Regions from separate parts of the Mus musculus genome. Here all the other regions are linked to region 1. The links are chromatin contacts, called in public HiCAR-type and promoter capture Hi-C maps. All regions are on one chromosome and are shown on one strand. Each heading gives the region's core, a stretch centred on a gene start, on an enhancer-like site or on the middle of the called end of the contact. The rest is flanking DNA. Distances are from core to core; before and after follow the strand shown. Region 1 holds the start of Etv1 (ets variant 1). Region 2 holds the start of Ifrd1 (interferon-related developmental regulator 1). Region 3 holds the start of Lsmem1 (leucine-rich single-pass membrane protein 1). Region 4 overlaps Scin (scinderin). Region 5 holds the start of Arl4aos (ADP-ribosylation factor-like 4A, opposite strand). Region 6 has its middle 21 kb from the start of Arl4a. Region 7 has its middle 39 kb from the start of Arl4a.

Region 1 (2,702 bases), core at 73-2,572:
GCCAAAGGAAAACTGGGAAAAGTGAGAAAATGAGAGGGGAGGGGGAAGACCCCCCCCAAGACACCCCATGTAAACACAAAATTGTCAGCATTTGTCTCAACTTCGTTCTTTTCAATGTGGCAGATAAACCCAGCCACAAACTTTGAGTGCAGCTGTTGCTGCCCTCCGTCTCCTCTTGCACTCATCGTGGACATATTAACCAGAAGAAGAGGTCTTAAAACAAAACTATGCCTTATCCGAATCACTCAAAGGTAAGCTCATTTTGTAGATAGGGCTTCTAGAAGCAGAGTCGCCCTACAGTGGCAACAAAGCAGATAAAGTGTCTGCAGTCCCAACCCCCTGCCCCCTCCCTTCGCATCTCTCGCTCTCCCCACCCCCGTCCAAGTCAAGTTTATAAACAGCAACTTTCGAACTGATCACTCACGTTGGTGACCACGTAAGGCACTTGCTGGTCATAAAATCCATCCATTCTGCTCCTCTTCGCAAATATTAGCTCAGTGTTTTATATTTTGAGCATTTAGCTGGAGATTTCCTCGGGATCTGGACTTCTATCAACCTAGAGGGGAACAAGATGGCTTTTAGGCTTAAAAAAAAAAAAATCATGAATGAAGCTCTTGCATTTGCATAGCTAATTACCCTCGACAGCCCCATTCACAAAAATAACCCTCCCCTACGCCGCCTTCTTCACCTGGATCCAAAGAGAGCCAAGAGAGTTCACAATTTACATACTTTCGGTCGTATCAAAAATCCTAACAAGAGGCAATGTATTTATTTACACTCTGGATGCTCCCTGCTCGGTCAGTGTACCCCAGGCGGCTCTGATTCGCAAACGTGGGCAAAACTAGCAATGGCGATCAACGAGACTTGCTTTTCACCTAACGGGACTAAAGAGACGGAGCTACCTCTTTCATAAGAATAGTTTTTGCAACCCACAACCATGCAATTATCTGGAGAGACATAAAAAGTTGTTGGAAATACCCACCTGAAGGCCACGCTAGGCGAACGGCTGCAAAAAATTCCCTCCAAATTTAATAAAAACATTAATTATTGCCCAGCACTTCCCCTTGGAAGCCGAAAGCGCCTCTGACAGAGCTGAATTCGGTGGTTTTTCCTCTACTTCTCCTCCAGGGGCCTCCAATCCAAACTGATGGATCGCTGCCTCCCATTGGCTCCACGTCTCTTTCACAAGATCAGATTTCGGGCTGTCAATCAGGCAGCTTTCGGCCCCTTCCCTTGGGTCTCCTGCGCCCCTATGCCTTTGCGACCACTCTGGGAGAAGTCGCAGGGTCCGCACCCAGGAAAAGCCACCGAGGGAAACTACTTCCTTCCTAACTCGCTGTTTTTGTTAAAACCGGAGGGATACTGAAACCTAGTGTATCGAGTCAACCAGTTCTCATTCCTAGCGTTGTTTGGTCCATTATTATGTCCTTAAAGCACTGTCGTAGAGGTTGGGGTACAGATCGAGTGTCCACAATCCCTTTTCTCTACCTTTGACCCGGAGTCCACCCACCACACGCTCCAGCCTTGCTCCTCAGAAGCTTTCGGTCCAAGCTATTTTTTTTCTCCATTTTCAACACTGTAATAGGGCTTATAAGATTTTTTTTAATACATCTTCAACAAAAATGATCTCCTTTCGTCCGTTGGACATGAAAATATTGTAAGGAAAGCAAGCGGGAGAAGCTGCTTCTAAGGAGAGGTGGCGCTGGAAGAGAGGATCCGGAGGAGTACGTAGCAGAGTGGGCGAGGAAAGTATAAAAATCAGATTCATCCTGGAGAGTGCTGAGAGGGAAAAAAACCTCCAGTGGCCACAGAGGGGTGGGGGAGGACTTGGTAGTTCAGATGCCCCCCTCCCGCACCCCTCCCCCGTCCCCGCCGTTTCCGGAGCTTTTGTTATGTATACAGAGAGGCGGAGGGTGTCACTTACTGTACTTGAAGATTTCACTTCCTCCACCAAGAAGTGGGGGAAGAGCAGGGAGGGCTCGGGTTACAAGGACAATGATGGGACCTTTGGAAGCGAGAATCTCTCTGAAGCTGCCTGCCCACAGAGCTTAGTTCTGATGTGTCCCCTTTGCAGCCGCTGCCCTACCAAGAATTGGAAGCCAGGGAGGAGTGGGGCCGGGGCTTTACGGTGCTAAAAGTCACTTGAGACCCTGGCGGGGACCAGAGCTGGGGACTAAAGGACTTTTCCAGCAGCTGTTTAGCCCCGTTGAGCAATGTGCTGCAGTTCTCAATTTCTATTTGAAAGTTTCTTCCCTTAAATGGAACATGGTGGAAACATCAAAATGGGAGCGTGCGCGCCTGGTACTCCGGACCCGCCGAGAAAGAGCGTAGTTTATGACAAAACCACTCTGCGCTTCACCAAGGGAAAAGTGTAGTCTTCCAGGGCACACACAATGCTTGCCCCAAGCCTAGTCAGGGCGCCGCGCGCGTCCTCTTTGAGAGAGGACAGTATCAGAGCCCGGGCGAGGGGTGCGTTCGAACGCTACTAGACTTTGTGAGGGTGCAACCCGAAGAGGGGAGCACAGCGTGGGTAACCCGCCAGTCTGCAAACCCCAGACAAGGCGGTAACAGTTTCCAAAGCCTTTCTGTGAGGCCAGAGCGGGACAGGTATCCAGAGCAACCGGGAGAGGGCGGAGCTTCTCGAAAGGCCCCGGGAGCTTGTCCCTGAAGCCAATGAGGAACCGTGGATTTCCAGTCCATTG
Region 2 (2,702 bases), core at 83-2,582, 1.4 Mb before region 1:
ACAATGAAGTCAAAGTAACAAAAAGAGCCCTGTACTGGAAACGAAGACCAGTTGAGTTCAGGAGAAGAACAAGATATCTAGAAAGCAGTGAGAGAGGCTAGGTTAGGAGGACTGGCAGTCTGTGAGGTTCTGGAACAACTATAAACATAGGTGGATTAGTCAAACAAGACACTTGAGTAAATAATCAGCCTTCCTGGGCATGAAACATTGAAATGGGTGACCTGGTATGAACTGAAGCTATGTATGGCTAGAGATCAAGATACAGCCCTGAGTTTCATTTTAAAATCAATTGCTGGGGGGGGGGCACTATGAACAAACTGAATAAATTACGGTGAATAAATTACAGAATATGGGGGAAGATAATATATTAACTATTAAGAATATGGCAGTAAAGAAAAGGAGAGAAAAATTTAAGTTGGCTTAAGGTACAAGAGGGACATTAAGACGGAGAAAGACTTACTATCATCACTTGAAATAGAATGAAGCCGAGGTGAGAGGTGGAGTGCAGAGTGAGTCACTTGCACGAGTCAGTGAGTTTGTTCTGTCATATGGACAGTATAGGAACCTACTAGCAGCTCCTGAAAACAGGACTGGGTGTTGCGACACGGAAAACAGATCAACGGGAGCACCTTGAGAAAATAAACCCCTTTGCGACTGTTGATATAACTCATGTATGTTTTGCCAGCTGCGAACTTCTCATAAACTCTTATCCCAAACTGACCTCCAAACTGGCAGGTGGAATCAAGGTCACATCTTTGTAAGAAAATCTGAGACTGAATCATCAGTCTCGTTATTTGAGATATTAGTCTAGAATATGAGGTCCACGAACAATACAAGTTGAAGTAGCTGAAAGCATACTTTTTTTGGAGGGTGGGGAGCCCACGTCCCTAAACCCACAGGAGGGTATGGTTGTGCTTGGACAGGGGCCTCATATTAGCAGGGGAAAGGTTGTTACACGTGATCTTACAAGCTGACGTTCATCAAGCTGCATAACTGCCGCATGGCTCATCGCGGTGACTACCCGGGTGAATTCCAGGGCGGACGCCTCGTTGGGACGAGGTCACGACGCAATCGGACTGGGAGGAGCCCGGAGAAGGCCGCGCCCTCTCGCTAACTACATCTCCCAAAGCTCCACGCGGCCCTAAGGCATAGCAGCCCAGGCACCGAGGGCAGACTGAGGCTCTGGGAATGGGAGTCCGAATGCAGGCACCGCCCCAGTGGACGCCGCGGTGGGGAGATCTGCAGCGATTGGCCAGCGAGCGATGGAGGCCCGCCCACGCATGGTGACGACAAGCCGCCGTCTGGCTACTTAAGGCGTCGTGGTCTGGCCACCCCGCCTTCGCTCCCGCGCTAGAGAGAAACATGTATCGTTTCCGCTCGCAGCTCTTCACGGGGATTTCTGCTGCTGCTGCTGCCGCTTCTCACCCGCGCCGCTCCTCGCCTCTCTTGTTAGCCCGAGACTCGCCTCTCAGCCGCCCGCCGCACAGACGCACGAGTAGACAGTGCAGCTCCATCGGCTGATCCTCGCTGAGCTCCAAGTGTAGGCGGCACCGGGCGGCCCACGATGCCGAAGAACAAGAAGCGGAACGCTCCCCACCGCGGTGGCGGGGGTGGCGGCGGCTCCGGGGCAGCGACGTCGGCGGCCACGGCAGGTGAGGGGTGTCCCCACGCCCGGGAGCCGGCTGGCCGGCCGAACGGGAGACCCCGGCCTGGGGCGCGGTGGGACTTGTAGTTCGGTCTTCGCTTCGGACGCCCAAGTCTGCATAGCGCGTGGTACGGCTGAACTGCAGTTCCCATCATGCCCTGGGACTCGCGCTTCTTGAGCTGGCACGCGGGAGCAGTGCTGGAGCTCCGGCCCTGGGGGCGGGGAGAACTGGGACCTTGGGCCGGAGGGAGAGTCAGAATAAGGGTGACCAGGACTTGGCGTTCTTCCTAGACGTCGCTGCCTGCTGTCCGGTTCTTTATCGAGCTAGAGATGGGGCGGAGCGCCGGTGGCTTGCCGCTGTTGCGCTGCCTGTGGCGCTCCCTCCAACATGGAGTTCTCGGGAGTGTCAAACGTCCAGCGGGCTTGGACCGGCTTTTGCGTCACGAGGCCTGAGCTTTGCGTGATGGGGCCAGGGTGACGCAGAGGCACGAGTGGCTTCCATCCCGCTGTTTTCCTGCGCGTCTCGCAGGTCCTCTAAGGCGGGGTAGAGGCGTCGGAAGCCATGGCCACCGCCCCACCCTTAGCGTGGCTTCCACTCCTAACCCGGTACCTGCAGAAACCGGGAGCCCCCGCAGCCCTTGTGCTGCCAGCCTAGCGACCGCGTTCTCCTTTGTGCTGCATTCTATAGGTTCCATGCAGTGATAAGAGGTGGTGAGAAGCCGAGGTTGCAATTGGCTGGAAAGTTAGGGATAAGTTTTTTTTTTTTTTCCTTCCATGCTAAGACAAAGCTTTTTCTGGATGGTTAATTGCTGAACTGAATGTACGATTCTCTTAACATATGGTTGAGAAGAAAAAAAAATGATTGCAGCCGAAGGTCCCTTCTACAAGACTGCACACAAGACATAAGTCGAGTAGTATTGAAATGGGTAGTCATCTCACTAAGTAATTGTTAAGATTATGGAGTTGAATATTGGAATGCCCCCAGTCGTTCCACACCAAGATAATAGCCATTAGGTATTTGTTGACCTAGCTACTACTCTTTGATCATTCGAATGAT
Region 3 (2,702 bases), core at 142-2,641, 1.4 Mb before region 1:
GACACATGCATGGGGTTGTCTCATCGCTGCCACTTTACCCTCCCTGGCAGTGGAGGCTGTTTCCCATCTCTGGAGGACTAGTACTTGAGGTTATAATGTTAGAAGAAGGGGAAAACAGCCATCAAAACTGAAGCAAGTACTTCTGAGATGATAGGGGATTTGGGACAGATTGGGTAGTTAGAAGAGTTTTGGTTTTTGACCTGCATGACTAGATGATGGGAACATCTTCATTTTTTCTGAGCTTAGTTTTAATACAGGTGACAGCACTTAATGATAAAGGTATCAAGTGCATGGTCTTCTTGGTTCTCAAGCTATGGGAAGACCAAAAAATGTGAGATTCCTGTTCTCTGACAGTATAATAATGTCCCTAAAGAACCGTGTAAGAGAAGCTGGAACACACAGAGCTATAGAATGAGCGGGCACTTGTGAGCGAAGGCAGATCTTAAACAACTGCAAGTCTGTTTTCATCCAAACTGTGTGTGATCTGGCACCCGGAGCTTGCAGGCCCCAGCTCTCACTGTAGTACCTATTGTGTACACCAGAGGGCAGAAACTGCCTGCCACTTGTGGAAAGGAAACAAGGCTGCTATTTCCAAAAGGCAGGTGCGCTTCTGAAGCCCATTTTGGATGGAATGCTGAAGTGTGCAATCTTTGCACCCACAGACACTTTTTGTAAAGCTAATTGAAAGCCCAGGAGTCCCCGGACCTGCTGCTATAGTTTAGATCTCTGAAGTCTCCTTAAAGAAAAGTGTAGAAGGCTTGCATGGTCACCAGCCTGGAACCGCTGGAGAATGGTGGATCTTTAGGTGTGAGGCTTGGTTGAAGACAAGTCTTTGGCCCTTTCCTCTCAAGCCTCTTCTTTCAGCTGTACCTGTTACCATGTTTTCTATTTCTGCAAGCCTAGATCAGAGGTCTGAAACGGGGGGCGGGGGGGGGGGCTAGTATAAAGCTGACTTATTTTGGATACAGGGATGGAAATCTAACACATCAGCCACTCCGCTAGTTGTGTTATCACAGCTATCCTCCCTGTTTACTGAGGTCTCTGCACACCAGATGTCCCAGTGGCAGCTCCTGCCTGCTGCAGGGTATTTATACACAGGAGCACAGCACAGCAGAAGCGCTAGCTAGGAAATGTGCTGTCAGACGATACAGCCACTTCCACTGAGTAAGGACTTTCAACTTGAGCTTCATATGAACCACATCAGTTACCAACTGAATCCAGGCTTGCCGGTCTGTTGTTTTAAAGCAAAGCTTCACCAATTCGTATCTTAAACTCGGACATGAGAGCGGAAGCCACTGCAGGGAATCTTGTTATCGCTTGGCTACATTTACACTAAATATAGACCACCAATTATGTGCTGGGTTTACGGGCCTCAGGGGAGCACTTGTGAGCAGCAGGAAGATTAAGAGCGAACTACAGAACTGGTAGAAAGTTTGGCTGTAGTTGTTCCTGAGTAGTTGTCTTTTCTAGGAAACCGAGCATTGGAGGCTCACGTCTTTGTAAGTAATTTGCATGCTATTTCTTACTGAGACCGAATGATGATTTTTGAGTCCTTGGGGTTTTGATTGCATGTATTCTGTGCTTTTCGACTGCTCATAGAAAAGATGTAGACTTGATTTTTAAAATTACCTCCTGACTTGGAGGCATGAACTCAGGAATGCCGTTCATACGTGGCCGTGGCTCACTCAAGGAAGCATCGTATTAAGCTTTGAGTTCAGCCTTCATTGGTAAACAATTCTGAGTTCGTAGCATACAATATGGTTTTCTGCTTTGATACCAATACCTGCAGGGAGAATGTACAATGAGTTTTTTTTTTTCAGAGACAATTTTTATTTGTTGAAGTGTCCTACTGGTAGAGAATCAAGCAATTATTAGATGATGAAAGGCTCAGCTGTTAGCAGTGATCAAGAACACGGGAAAATGAAACTACTTACGTGTCTGAGTTCCAGGATCAGAAAAGAATCTGCCCAGTGGAGCTCGGCAGGAAGGCCAAGTTAGTGCGACACGGAATAGGTAGTGACACTCTGCAGCGGCCTCGGTGGTTGTTTCTGAATGCCCTCATTTCAGCTTCCAAAGATAGCAAGGGCTGGTGTTGACAGCTGTGGGTTCTGGTTTTCAAGGTGTGTCCTTGTATCCGTTTACTGGCAGAGTCCCTCAGAAGCCACCTGCAGGCCCTTGGAGCCCATGAATCACACTGCCTTTTTTTCCTCTACTAGCTTGTCTTTCATTTTAACATGTCGCAACACTGAAAAGGCTTATTGAAAAAACATCTACCAACATTGTGAGCTCGCTGTAAAGATGTCTCCTTCTAGAGGACTCCATTATTTACTTGGTCTATTTTAGATTTAGAAAAAAAATCTTGAACAAATTTTATGACAGATTTTATTCTAAATTATGTGTGTGGGCGGGGCATGTTTATGCCACAACACTTACTTGGAGGTCAGAGGACAAGTTGCAGGAGTTGGTTCCCATCGAACAAAGGTGAAGGAGATTGAGTTCTGGCTACCAGGCTTAGTGCCATGTCTCCGTAGCTTAGCTATCTTGGCATCGCCTTCTTAGTCTGTGGCAAGCAAAGTTTAGTAACTGGACTATTACTTTAAAAGTAGGACCTTTTAGCAGTGACTTTTGTAGCTAGTCTTCCTCTCCTCCTCCTCCTCCTCCTCCTCCTCCTCCTCCTCCTCTTCTTCTCCTCCTCCTCCTCC
Region 4 (2,702 bases), core at 110-2,609, 1.3 Mb before region 1:
ATGTATTCTTTTCATCATATGTTATTGATAGACAAGTGATGTATTTTCTTACTAGACTTGGTTTTCAATGGTAAAAAGTCAAATGTCAGAAGAGTTTGAAGAGTCATCTTAATTAAAGCTTAGCCTGTTTAATATAATTAATTTGATATGCAATATAAACATAAGTTAGATGATTATGTAACTGGAGAAAATCTGTTATGAGAGTTACTAATTAATCTGAGGAACCTAGATAGTTAATTCTGATCTACGTTCTCTATTTTCTGTAATATAAAATATCAACACTAAAGTTTACTTTCTTGCATCTACTATGAAGGGAATTATTTGCAAACTGTCATTAACTGGGGTAGGGAAAGGATTATGTGCTAAGACTCTGTGCTGATTTTGCCTGAAGGGTGACCTGGGCTCCATGTAAGAACTGTGTGCCCAAGGTGACTGGCAATGGTTTTGATGCTAGTGAGTGCTGGAATCTCCCAGAGAACTTCAATACGCAGTTTCTCAGGAAGTCTCTCAGATTAGGGCTTTTTGTGAAGGCAGTCTTGTGGCAGGCCAAATAATTAAACATGCTTCTCTCATATCAGGATTTCTGTGTTTTTGTACTACAGAATGGTTTGAACATGAAGTGTGATAGCAACAGAAACTTCCATCTGTGTATATATCGCTGTATTTTTTTTTTAAATGCCCTTTCTGCTCCATTGATCTTAAGTCTCAGTGACTAACAGTCATTGGAAACCATGTGTTTTCATGCATTGTAATTGCTGACCTTGGAGTGGAATTCAAGTGGTTCTACATGTGTGCCTCAAATTCCAATGTGCAGATTCAGAAATGGGGCTAGAAAGGAAACAGTAGGAATATACTCTGTTAGAAACAGGAAAGAGATGTGCCTTGATGATCCTGAGGAATGACATCATACTACAGAATAAAATGGAATCCAAGACAGTTCTTAGTATTTCTTACCAAAGTTTGAGTTTACCAATAGATATACTTTGTTCTTAAAGAGGACTTCAGGTTAAGTCAGGTGGGACCATGAGAAAGAGGAAGGCTTGAAGAACAATTGCAAGCCTCTGTTGTTCAAAGCTTGCCCCAGTACCCCCAAGAAAGCTTGTTCCATTTTTGTGCATTGCCTTTGAGTGATGAAATGACTCTGGGATGAAGATATCTTTCAGTGAGTGTACTTTCATTTTGATTTTAATACATATTATGTGTAATATACTATGCACAACATATTAGATATTATATGCTTGAACACATTCAAAACATGCAAATACATTGTCCTACCAAGCAGTGGCTGCCCCGGCCCTCCTCGCTCACACATCCTCTCCCTCACATTTAGCTGCCATGCTACCTAGTCTCCACAGCTCACCAGGTGAGATTCATGGAAGTTGTAAAACAACCCTGGTGCAAATGTTAGAGCAGCTGTCTCTCTATGTAGAATCTCCCAGTGGCTTTGTCATATTTAACTCCCTTTCTCCAGAATTGCCCTCTCAGAGAGTTCTGTATAAATGAATGGGGCAGTGAATGGATTCTCTCTAACTAGTCATGCCTCTATAATTAAAGCTATGCCTCCTCAAATACCTTTCTTTGTAGCCAAAGAATGTTTTTGGCCATACTTAACTGTGTTGCTCTGTGGCTTTGTTTTATTCTTCATAGTTTGTCTGAATGGTTTCCACACCATATTAGAACACGTACCTCTGTTTCATCTCTGAGCATCCTGTACACCAGTTGCATAGCCATCCTTCTGTTGATGCTCTTTCTTTCCTATTGTAACTCATGCTCTGACCTTTCTGTAGTACAGAACCATGGGGCCTCTTGATATTAGAAGCATTCTTCGTGATTTGGTCTGCTGCTTCCCACACAGGAAGTTTCTACCACTCAGATGGTGTGTGGTAGATAATTCAGACCCCTGTGTTTGGCTGGGTGCCTGGGAAAAAACTAACTTCTTTCATTTGTTAAACCACATTCTTTTTGATAAAATATCTTCTTAGAGAGCATGGACTTATGGGAGGACTTGGAGGGAGGAAAGGGCAGGAGAAACTTGAAGCAATTATATTACAATCACAAAATATAATTTTCAAATGTCTTTATTTTATGATTGCAGCTGTATATATTATGATTGCTGTTACCAAAGTTCAATTGGTAATGTTTCAACCCAGATGACACATAATATAATCTCTGTGTTATTACAAATGACTTTTCCTGTTTTTCTGTTAAGAGTAATTTTAGTAGTTCCATTTCTTTCTATGCATCTTAATTTAAACAGCTTTTCCTATAATTGAGTATTTAATAGCTTTGTTATGCCTCACTAAGATCACATAATAATTACAATTCATGTGCATGTAGGTTTTTCTTCTTTTTGTGAATAATTATTAAAATGAATCACTACCGAGTCAAAGGTCATTAACTCCTTTTATGGTTCTTGATAAAACTGTTGGGTGATTTTAGTTATCTTAGTTTCTTAAATTTAATTATTTAATAATACATATATATATATATATATATATATGTATGTATGTGCATATATATTAAGGTTTCATGTTGTATGCATCTTTTTGACTATTTAACTGTGTTGTTCTATATAAATTGTATTGGCTAATTTTAAAAATAAACAGATAAATAAATTATTTTATGAGAATGTTAATACTTTAACAGATTTTGACCATGCTTCTGAAATAAGGTACTCATAAATTTTAATTTAGGTAATCTAT
Region 5 (2,702 bases), core at 103-2,602, 1.3 Mb before region 1:
TAGAATATGCCATTTGAGATTTTTCTTCCTAAATTAATGATGCTGTCTTAAAGCTAGGCACTGTGCTTATTATTCCTTAGATTTTTATATCAGCTATTAAAAACAATGGAAATAAGGTGAGCAGTGGTGAGGGTGGTGCATGCCTTTAATCCCAGCACTTGGGAGGCAGAGGCAGGCAAATTTCTGAGTTTGATTCCAGCCTGGTCCAGGGCTACATAGAGAAACCCTATCTTGAAAACCAAAACCAAAAATCAAACAAACAAAACCAAAAACCAAACCAAAACAAAACAAAAAACCCCAAACCCAAACAAACAAGCCCCGAAAACCAAAACAACAAAACAACAGAAAAACTAAACCACAAAGAAACAAAAACAACAGAAAGAAGCCCAATCCTTTCTACTATTCATAAAATAAATACTACTGGCTATGGTAATTTTAAGATCAGGAAATTTCTTAGGAAAGTTACAATCTATCTATCTATCTATCTATCTATCTATCTATCTATCTATCTATCTATGTATCTATTGAGTCACGGTTTACTACGTAGCCTTGGCTGGCCTGCAACTCTCTATGTAGACCAGGCTGGCCCTGAAGCATCCAGATCTGCCTGCCTCTGCCTCTCAAGTGCTTGGCCAGAATCTAGTTTAAAATACACTTTTAAATTGCACTATTATTATAGCCTTCCAGATAAAAATTTCTTGTAGGTTCTACCAAGCTTTAAAATGCCCTTTGTTTGTTTTTCTAAACATCTTTAAAAGATTGCTGGTCACGTTTTATAATTGGTTCATGACCAATTTGGTTCATTCTGTTTTTACAAAGACTGGAATATTCACAAAAACGACAGTTTGCCTCCTAAGGCCAAACATAGTGGTACACAATTACACTATGGAGCCCAATGTGCTTTACCACTAGTCATAAGTTACCAGCTGCAGCTTCATCACCCGTTCTTCTTGGGCTACTGGAAATATTTAGCGTTTCCAAAGTGCGTTTCTTCCTCCTTAATAGGGGCATTGGTTCCTGTTCCAACTTGTGGGGCGTAGACTCACTTAGGAGGTAGCGCTTGGCTTACAAAAGGTAGGCTACCATCCTAGCCAGCACATGCTAGGGAGGGCGGCAGCGCAGACTCCCCCAGGCTGCCTTGTGACGTGACGTAAGGGACCCACCCGGCCAGTGTCCTCCAACATCAAGGACCCTGAATCAACACCGCGGTCGCCCAGAGGCCGCCCTAGGGTGACAGGAAGAGGGGCGGTACCGGCGACGCCCTCCCGCACCCAGCCTGGGGCGGCAGAAAGACCGAGAACCCGCGGCCGAAGCCCCGCCCGTCTGCGCCGGCGGCGGGCGCCGAAAGGGTTGGAACGTGACCTTGTTTGGGCGTTGCTAGGAGACGCGGCCAGCACGCGCGCGCGCGACCCCCGCGGGCAGGCGCGGCGCGAGGGGCGGAGCCGCGGCCCGGAGCGAGGCTGGCGAGCACCGTTAGCCCGGCTGGCGCGCGGCGTCGGCCCGGCCGCCGTCAGGCCTCGCCGCTGCCCGGGGACAGACTCCCCGGCGGCTGACAGCCGCGGAGGCGGGACGACGGAGGACCGTCAGCCAGGTGAGTGGCGCGGGGTCATGTTGGAGAAGAGGCCTGCGGCGGGGCGGAGGCAGTATTGCCGGAGGCGTTCGGTGTGTAGAGGGGCTGGCGCGGCCCAGCGAGCCTGGGCGCACGGCGAGCTGAGGCGCGGTGGGCCGCTCCCGCCGCGTAGGGCCGCGTCACCGTGGCCCATGCTGCAGGTGCGCGAGGCGGCCGAGCGACCGGACCTGCAGCAGGGGCTCGGCGTCCTTTGCGATGCCTGCTCGTTTCCCACTCAGGGCAACAGGTGGTGCCGGAGGGCCGAGAGCGAGCCCTGGCGCTGCCGCCCTGGGAGTGGCAGGCACCCTTGCCAATTAGGGCGCCGGGGCGGGAGTGGCAGGGCGGCCCTGACGCGCTGACCAATGGGATCGCGGGGCCTGGGTGGGCCGTGAGGGTGGGCGTGGCCAGAGGCCGAGTCTGGGCTTCCCTGTGGGGCGTCCGCCAGAGCGGCGCGGAGGTCTCGGTTGAGAGGAGCTGTGGCGTGTTCCTCGCGGGGAGAGAGAGAGAGACACATCAGCCAATGTCCCTCCATTGGAATCCCGACTCCAGCCCGGGAGGTGAGAGCTTTGGTAGCGGGGACGGAGCCAGGAAAGTGAGCCTGGGTGCCGGGTGAGACGTGCCTGGTTAGATCTCCCAGATAGGGCTGCTTTTTTTGAGTTTTCTGCTAAGAAAAGGCACTTTAGTGGTGGATACGGTGACCGGCACCAGATAGTGGCGCCTGGGTTGTCTTCAGAATGAGCTTTTGAGGTTCGGGGATCGTAGAGAATAGAGAAAAGTACACGTTACTGCAGTTAGAGTGGATCGAAGAAAGCCTTTGGGTGACAGTTAGGCATCGTTTGTTTTGGATTGAATACATCTACTACCTCATCTGGTGTGTTTACTCACAGCAAGTTTTATTAAGTCCCTCATGTGCTTATTTTTGGCGAAAGTAGAGAAACCCCATTTTTAATGTGCTCACAGTAATAACTTACTCATTTCCTCCCCAGCAATCGCGTAGCCCGATCACCCAGGAAGAGAAATTGTAAGCAGATAAGAAGAACGCGTTCAGTTTGAGACACCATTTGCAGCTGGAAATGGGGAATGGACTGTCAGA
Region 6 (2,702 bases), core at 102-2,601, 1.2 Mb before region 1:
GTGATTCCTAGATTTTATATACTACATAAAACCACGGATGTGCATACAACATGAAACTGAAAGCAAAACTGCCCAGGGGGGAATGATGAGGACAGGAAGATGAGGGAGGAGGGAGATGGAGGAGGGAGAGGGAGGAGGGAGAGGAGGGAGGGAAGGTAGAAGGGATGGTGTTGAACGGGCTGAGCAGAAGTCTGCTCTGCTGTGAAAATGTCCTGTGTGACACAGTGCTGTGTACAATCGGACACACAGTGAAAACAAAGGAGTGTGCCTGTAACCCTAGGCTTGCTGATATTTTAAAGGAAGGCAATCAATACAGTGTTTCTGATTCGTCCTGGTCATTGATTTCCCTGACTATGAATCCTTGGGATTTGAATTCCATACCTCACGGATTTATGAGAGAGCATAAATTTATATAGAATCTTTTTTTTTTACCTTGTTAAAATGTTTCCACACATTCTTTGGAAACAATTATCTAAGTGAAATAATCAGATGTTTAGGTTGCTAATGTCCAACGGAAGGCTAAGGTTTTAGAAACAAAACAATGCCTTGTTAGACATTTCATGTGTTCAAATTAATTGGAGAATTAAAAAGCTATCAGAAGTGACAACAACCCCACCTCTCACACATAATTATGAAAGAGATATAAATATTGTGGACAGTTTGTGAAAAATCCATACCTTTGAGGCTTTTAATTGCAGAAATCAGAGTATTTAGAATAACAGTTTGTAGAATGTACACTTTTTAGAAGCTTAAATTGTGGTGGAAGAATGTGTTAGGGATGTGGTTGTCATTTCTGGTAGCTTTTTAATTCTCCAATTAATTTGTACACATAAAATGTCTAACAAAGCAATATATTGTTTCCAAAACATTAGCCTTCAGTTGGACATTAGCAACCTGAACATCTGATTATTTCGTGATATACAGAAACCTAGCCTGTGTTAAAGAGGACCATGGATTTTTGCAGTCCTGTTAAGAGCAGAGGCTCTGGTGTTGACCATTATTTATAGCAGGCTTCGTATCCCTGTTTGTGACAGATGGGTGGTTTTACTGGAAAGGAGGATTCGGAGATAAAGCAGGAGTCTAGTCAGAGGTGAAGAGGAGGCTCGTGTTCCTCATCTTATCTTCTGTTTAGTGTGAGTGTGTGAGCGTGCGTACGTGTTAGTTGCTGAGAGCCCCTTCCTGTCTGCTGGAACGGAACTGAGAGGGGTGGTGCAGCGTTAGAGGTTCCGAAATCTAAGAGCCACTTTCCTTTCCCACCGCTTTCCGCTGACTCAGTCCAGCAGTGAGCCCCGCAGGACCGAGAGGTCTTTGTGTTCAGATTATTTTACTAGCTACAAACGCCACACCCTTGTAGTACAGACACAGAACACTTTGTCCTTCCAGGAGGTCGGGACTTTGACCACAGCCCTGGGATTTCAAAGCTGCCTCACGGAGGCTTGTCTACTGTGATCTAAAGTGTTGAGCCCAGTGAGGGTCCCGTTATAAAGCAGTTTTACAACTGCTTGCTGCTAGACTCCCACACTAGTGAGGCTATATCTTTAAAACAGCACATAGTCTGTTTTGAAGGGGAAAAGGCCATTGCTCTACACAGGCAGCTGTAAGGAAAGAGTTGGTGTCTGAAAGGAGAGCTGAACTGGAGACTGGGGTGGAGTTGGCACCCAGAGTTTTAGCTTCCTAAACTGGGAGTAGTCACCGTCATTAGGACTTATAATTCTCTTCTCCGGACACTGCAAGGCTTGAAATGGTTATGTACAGTATTCTAAATCCTCTTCAAAGCGAATCTTGGCATTGGACAATATGATACTTCCCTAGTAACTGTATGAAATGGGATCTCTCTCTTCCAAAAGTGTAAATCCAGTAAGAACAGCTAAATTATGTGTACATGTTTATGTCTGAGTATTAGTATGTGCACACCTGAGTGTAGGTATCCACAAAGTCCAGAAGAAGGTATCAGATCCTCTGGAACTGGACATGGGCAGTCACAATGACGCCATTCGCCCCCCCCCCATTAGTGTTAGAACCCCTTAGGTCCCCTGCAAGCGCTGCACACTATAACCACTGAGATACCTCTCCAGCCTTAAAGCTAATGAGCTGAAGGAAAGACATTTACCCTAAGAGCACTGGGCCATGAGCCAACAGTCGTTTATAGGTCACCTTCACGACGCCCAGCTCCCAAACATCTGTCAATCTCAGGCTTCTCTTGGGCACGCACCACTGGCTGTATGAAGCTCGGCAGGGAATGGCTCCCCAGTTTTTGCCAACTGGCTTCTCTCATAGGCTAATCTTGATTGCTTTCTATTGTCTACCCTGCCGCCATAACATCTTCATAAAGGAAGGTCATGAATACTTTGTGTTTTCAAAGCATCCTAGCTGAAGTGAAAAGAAAAAGGAGTTTGGAGTTCATGTCGAGTCTCAGGAGAGGGCAACCGCTCTCTGGCCTGTAAGTACAGGAACTTCACCTTCAAGGTGACCTTAGCAGCCAACAAGTTTGCATGCCTAGAGCAATCTGACCAAATCAGTTATTATCACACATGTAGCCACTGAGCTACACCTCCAGGCCCCTTTTATTTTCATTAAAAAATCCAAACATTTACATTTTTAAAAATTTATATATACTTACAGCTTTGTTTTTATTTCAGATGAAACTTTTTCAGGCCCAGATCAATACAAATATTCATTAAAAAAAAACAAAAACAAAACAA
Region 7 (2,702 bases), core at 109-2,608, 1.2 Mb before region 1:
CTGACTCCATCTTGGGCTTGAAGCCATCTTATAGTAAAGACAAACTCGATTCATTCCTGTTTGTGATTAAATCTGTTTCTCAAGGAGTAGACTGTGACCTGCTTATGACCTTATCTACAGATGACTCTGGACTGCATGTTCTATGTCTTCATTTCAGAAAGTTGTCATCATGCAACCTTAACTTTGCTTCATAAAGTCGTTTTGACTGCGGGGTTGCTACCATCTTGTCATGCTCCGCTTCTGCGACCCCTCCTATTTTGCCGCCATTTGGAAACCCCCTACCCCTAAGCTATAAAACCTTGTCTTCTTCATGTCCGGTGTTAACCTCTTGCCTTAGTGGGAGGCAGCCCATGCACAGGAGTGGAAAAGCTTGCTTTACTTAATTTGGCCATGATGATTTGTTTTTGGCATTCTCTCTCCTCGAATCTTTGGGATTAACATTACTTAGGTCTGATTTCCTTCTTTTATTTTCTTTTGCATAGCTAGTGGACGAACACAGAGGTCTCACGGATCAGGTCCTTCCTTGTACACCGGCAGTCCAACTTGCCTAATGCTGTAGACCACAGAATTGGGTTCAAGGAAGTTTTGTTTTTGTTTGTTTGTTTTTTGTTTTTTTAGACACACCTTTGTAAAGGTGCTTTTCATAGGCTTCTGATACCACCCCCACCCCCCACAAAGAAAAGTACAGGCCAAAGAGCTAGCATTCCTCAGAAAACCTTGAGTCATAAGAGTCTGGTATACTCTTTGATCTTTGAAGACTTATTTCCTATGAACATTTTAGACTTTCTGCAGATTGAGGATTGAGGGACAACGATCTGTGGTGGTTGTTATTAGCATCTTCTGAGACCTGTACAGATGCTGTAAGCAAACTTTTCAATTAGACTGTGTATAAACATAGGGTGATAACAAGGACTCAGCACACCCCTGGCACACAACACGGCGCCTTTGGCTTGCTTTGTGAGAATTCCATCAGATGACTTAATGTGGAATCTTTCAATGCCAATTGACTGGCCAGAGGAAAGGCTTCAGCGCCCAACTTCTTATCCACCCTCCCCGCCCCCCCATCCCCCAACTCCTTTCAACCCAGCAGTTCAGGCCAGATCAAGGACTGGACTGCAAGAAGACAGTTTTCTGTAAGAGAGCCATGGGTGTGTGGGGGGGGGGGGGGGGGACTGCTCCAGATGTTATCTTTTTACACTGGTTTTTCTTTTTTTCTTTTTTCTTTTTTTTGTACTTGTGAAAAAGACAAGGCAAGTATCTTCGCATCAAAAGCAAACCAAAAGCTCCCGCTGGTAAAAACCAGTCGTGTAAATCCTCTGACCAGACCACTCCGTTTCCTTTGCTTAAGCTCATTTCCTGACAGCCAGCCCTTTGCCCTCGGAGCAGTTTACCCAAGACTGTGTATCCTGCCCCTTGCTTATTGACACATCTTTGGAAGGTAGGATTTTAGGCTTTTCCTATCTATGCCTTCTTTGATGAGATTTCATTTCACATGGGATTAAAATCTTTGCCATGATTTTTCTCTTCTCATCAGTTGACTGAGCTTACTTCTTATCCACTTGCAGAGCTCATCCTTATGCTGCGGTCTCCTCTAAGTTCTCCCCCACCCCTTGCCACCTTCAGTTTAGACTGAAGTGTGTGATCACTCAAAACAAAACAAAACAAAACAAAACAAAACAAAACAAAACAAACAAAAAAAAAACCCTACCACACACAGGCCGGCTCTAGCGCTGGCTTCTTTCCAGAATTCCATTAGCCAGACAATGCCCCAGCCCAGACCAGTACAGCCTGGAAGTGTTGGGGGAGGAAGCCCATCTGGCCTTGCTTGGGTGTAAGACTGGGCTGGGTCAATGGCAGGTTGAGGGCAGGAATGGAGTAGAGGGATTGTTTTTCAAATGCAGTAGGTGTGATATCGGAGTATCTGCCAAGGCCTGTCCTTCTCACATTCACCTTAGGAACAGATCCAATTTAGCAGTGTGCTTTGAAAATGCATTTTAGGAGAGTATTATTATTGTTGTTATCCTTTTTTTTTTTTTCCAGTTTAGGATGCTTCAAATAAAACTGGCCAATTTGGGATAATACAGCAGCAGGGCAGAACAGGCTGAAAATAGTTTTTCTTTCTTTCTTTTTTCCTTGTTTATTTCCAAAAGACTTTCCAGTATCCAGCTAGGCTTATAAACCTAATCGTATTACAATGGGAAATGTAAGGCTTAGCATTTTATTGTATTACAAAGGCAATTGCCGTCTGCCTCGGGTCTGAGAATTCTTGTCTCTCAGTTGGGTTCTCTGACTCTTAACAAATGTGAAGGGGATTGTAGTCAAATGAATACAGAACGTTGCCTCCCTAGGGGCTTTTAATAATAATTAGTAATAATAATAAACATATGGAGAGGTTTTCCCTGACTCAAACTCAGTACTTCAGTATATGGTATTTTCATTACTCTTTCTAACATCCCCCTCAGTCCTCAGTGTCCACCCAGGAGGGTAGGGACCTTGGTTTGATGATTGTTCCGTTGATGGTGACTTCTCAGAGAGAAGGGGAAGAAACCACCCACTTGGTGAAACACAGCCTTCCATTTTGCTGGGGCTTTCAATTCAGGCCCTCACCCCAGCATAGCCCTCTCAACACCCTAGACTCCCTCTCTGCATGCCATTTCCATCTTACAAAAGAAGTGAGACTTACCCATTCCTATCGCATAACA

Evidence for each region. Promoter capture Hi-C pulls out the DNA fragments that hold promoters and counts their contacts. HiCAR-type assays count read pairs that join an accessible place to other places.
Region 2: a contact with region 1 is called in a HiCAR-type map of astrocytes, with 2.3 times the contacts expected there. The contact joins the promoter of Ifrd1 here to the promoter of Etv1 in region 1. A contact is called at or near these places in 6 of 39 promoter capture datasets (the C10 cell line, hippocampal neurons, liver and 3 more), 2 of 484 Hi-C or Micro-C datasets (embryonic stem cells and nephron progenitors), 6 of 115 datasets of contacts at active chromatin or transcription factors (astrocytes, embryonic stem cells, heart atrium and 2 more) and 1 of 9 other capture datasets (liver).
Region 3: a contact with region 1 is called in a HiCAR-type map of astrocytes, with 4 times the contacts expected there. The contact joins the promoter of Lsmem1 here to the promoter of Etv1 in region 1. A contact is called at or near these places in 2 of 39 promoter capture datasets (both in the C10 cell line), 1 of 115 datasets of contacts at active chromatin or transcription factors (astrocytes) and 1 of 9 other capture datasets (liver).
Region 4: a contact with region 1 is called in a promoter capture Hi-C map of pre-B cells, with 4 times the contacts expected there. The contact joins the enhancer-like site here to the promoter of Etv1 in region 1. A contact is called at or near these places in 3 of 39 promoter capture datasets (the C10 cell line, liver and pre-B cells), 1 of 115 datasets of contacts at active chromatin or transcription factors (astrocytes) and 1 of 9 other capture datasets (adipose tissue).
Region 5: a promoter capture Hi-C map of pre-B cells shows a contact between it and region 1, with 3 times the contacts expected there. The contact joins the promoter of Arl4aos here to the promoter of Etv1 in region 1. A contact is called at or near these places in 14 of 39 promoter capture datasets (the 3T3-L1 cell line, 3T3-L1-derived adipocytes, the C10 cell line and 9 more), 18 of 484 Hi-C or Micro-C datasets (CD4 T cells, CD8 T cells, LSK cells and 12 more), 8 of 115 datasets of contacts at active chromatin or transcription factors (astrocytes, cardiomyocytes, embryonic stem cells and 3 more) and 3 of 9 other capture datasets (adipose tissue, liver and pancreatic islet).
Region 6: a contact with region 1 is called in a promoter capture Hi-C map of liver, with 4 times the contacts expected there. The contact joins the enhancer-like site here to the promoter of Etv1 in region 1. A contact is called at or near these places in 2 of 39 promoter capture datasets (embryonic stem cells and liver) and 3 of 9 other capture datasets (adipose tissue, embryonic stem cells and liver).
Region 7: a contact with region 1 is called in a promoter capture Hi-C map of embryonic stem cells, with 3 times the contacts expected there. The contact joins the enhancer-like site here to the promoter of Etv1 in region 1. A contact is called at or near these places in 2 of 39 promoter capture datasets (embryonic stem cells and stem cell-derived epiblast-like cells), 1 of 484 Hi-C or Micro-C datasets (embryonic stem cells), 3 of 115 datasets of contacts at active chromatin or transcription factors (astrocytes and embryonic stem cells) and 3 of 9 other capture datasets (adipose tissue, embryonic stem cells and liver).

What each region holds. Positions count from the first base shown.
Region 1 is chr12:38,778,702-38,781,403 of GRCm38.p6, reverse strand. It overlaps Etv1 (ets variant 1), which reads right to left and starts at 1,322. Exons shown (of 13, transcript NM_007960.5): 1 at 983-1,322; 2 at 425-556. The coding sequence starts at 469.
Region 2 is chr12:40,221,819-40,224,520 of GRCm38.p6, reverse strand. It overlaps Ifrd1 (interferon-related developmental regulator 1), which reads left to right and starts at 1,332. Exons shown (of 12, transcript NM_013562.2): 1 at 1,332-1,652. The coding sequence starts at 1,565. It overlaps Mir1938 (microRNA 1938), which reads left to right and starts at 1,710; the gene lies at 1,710-1,809. Gm7008 (predicted gene 7008) reads right to left here and starts at 1,157. Exons shown (of 3, transcript NR_045157.1): 1 at 968-1,157.
Region 3 is chr12:40,198,004-40,200,705 of GRCm38.p6, reverse strand. It overlaps Lsmem1 (leucine-rich single-pass membrane protein 1), which reads left to right and starts at 1,391. Exons shown (of 4, transcript NM_001033437.2): 1 at 1,391-1,499.
Region 4 is chr12:40,107,503-40,110,204 of GRCm38.p6, reverse strand. All of the region lies in intron 3 of Scin (scinderin), which reads left to right. Among named protein-coding and RNA genes, the nearest start is that of Scin, 25 kb to the left of the region's middle. Within about 2 kb of position 1,359, at least 32 of the 459 cell types and tissues checked have an H3K27ac peak or open chromatin away from gene starts, as enhancers often do. A contact at or near this core is called in pre-B cells, where this site is marked.
Region 5 is chr12:40,036,727-40,039,428 of GRCm38.p6, reverse strand. It overlaps Arl4aos (ADP-ribosylation factor-like 4A, opposite strand), which reads right to left and starts at 1,352. Exons shown (of 3, transcript NR_166749.1): 1 at 924-1,352. Arl4a (ADP-ribosylation factor-like 4A) reads left to right here and starts at 1,442. Exons shown (of 2, transcript NM_001039515.1): 1 at 1,442-1,591; 2 at 2,596-2,702. The coding sequence starts at 2,683.
Region 6 is chr12:40,015,685-40,018,386 of GRCm38.p6, reverse strand. No RefSeq gene overlaps it. Among named protein-coding and RNA genes, the nearest start is that of Arl4a, 21 kb to the left of the region's middle. Within about 2 kb of position 1,351, at least 254 of the 459 cell types and tissues checked have an H3K27ac peak or open chromatin away from gene starts, as enhancers often do. A contact at or near this core is called in adipose tissue, embryonic stem cells and liver, where this site is marked.
Region 7 is chr12:39,997,382-40,000,083 of GRCm38.p6, reverse strand. No RefSeq gene overlaps it. Among named protein-coding and RNA genes, the nearest start is that of Arl4a, 39 kb to the left of the region's middle. Within about 2 kb of position 1,358, at least 67 of the 459 cell types and tissues checked have an H3K27ac peak or open chromatin away from gene starts, as enhancers often do. A contact at or near this core is called in adipose tissue, embryonic stem cells and stem cell-derived epiblast-like cells, where this site is marked.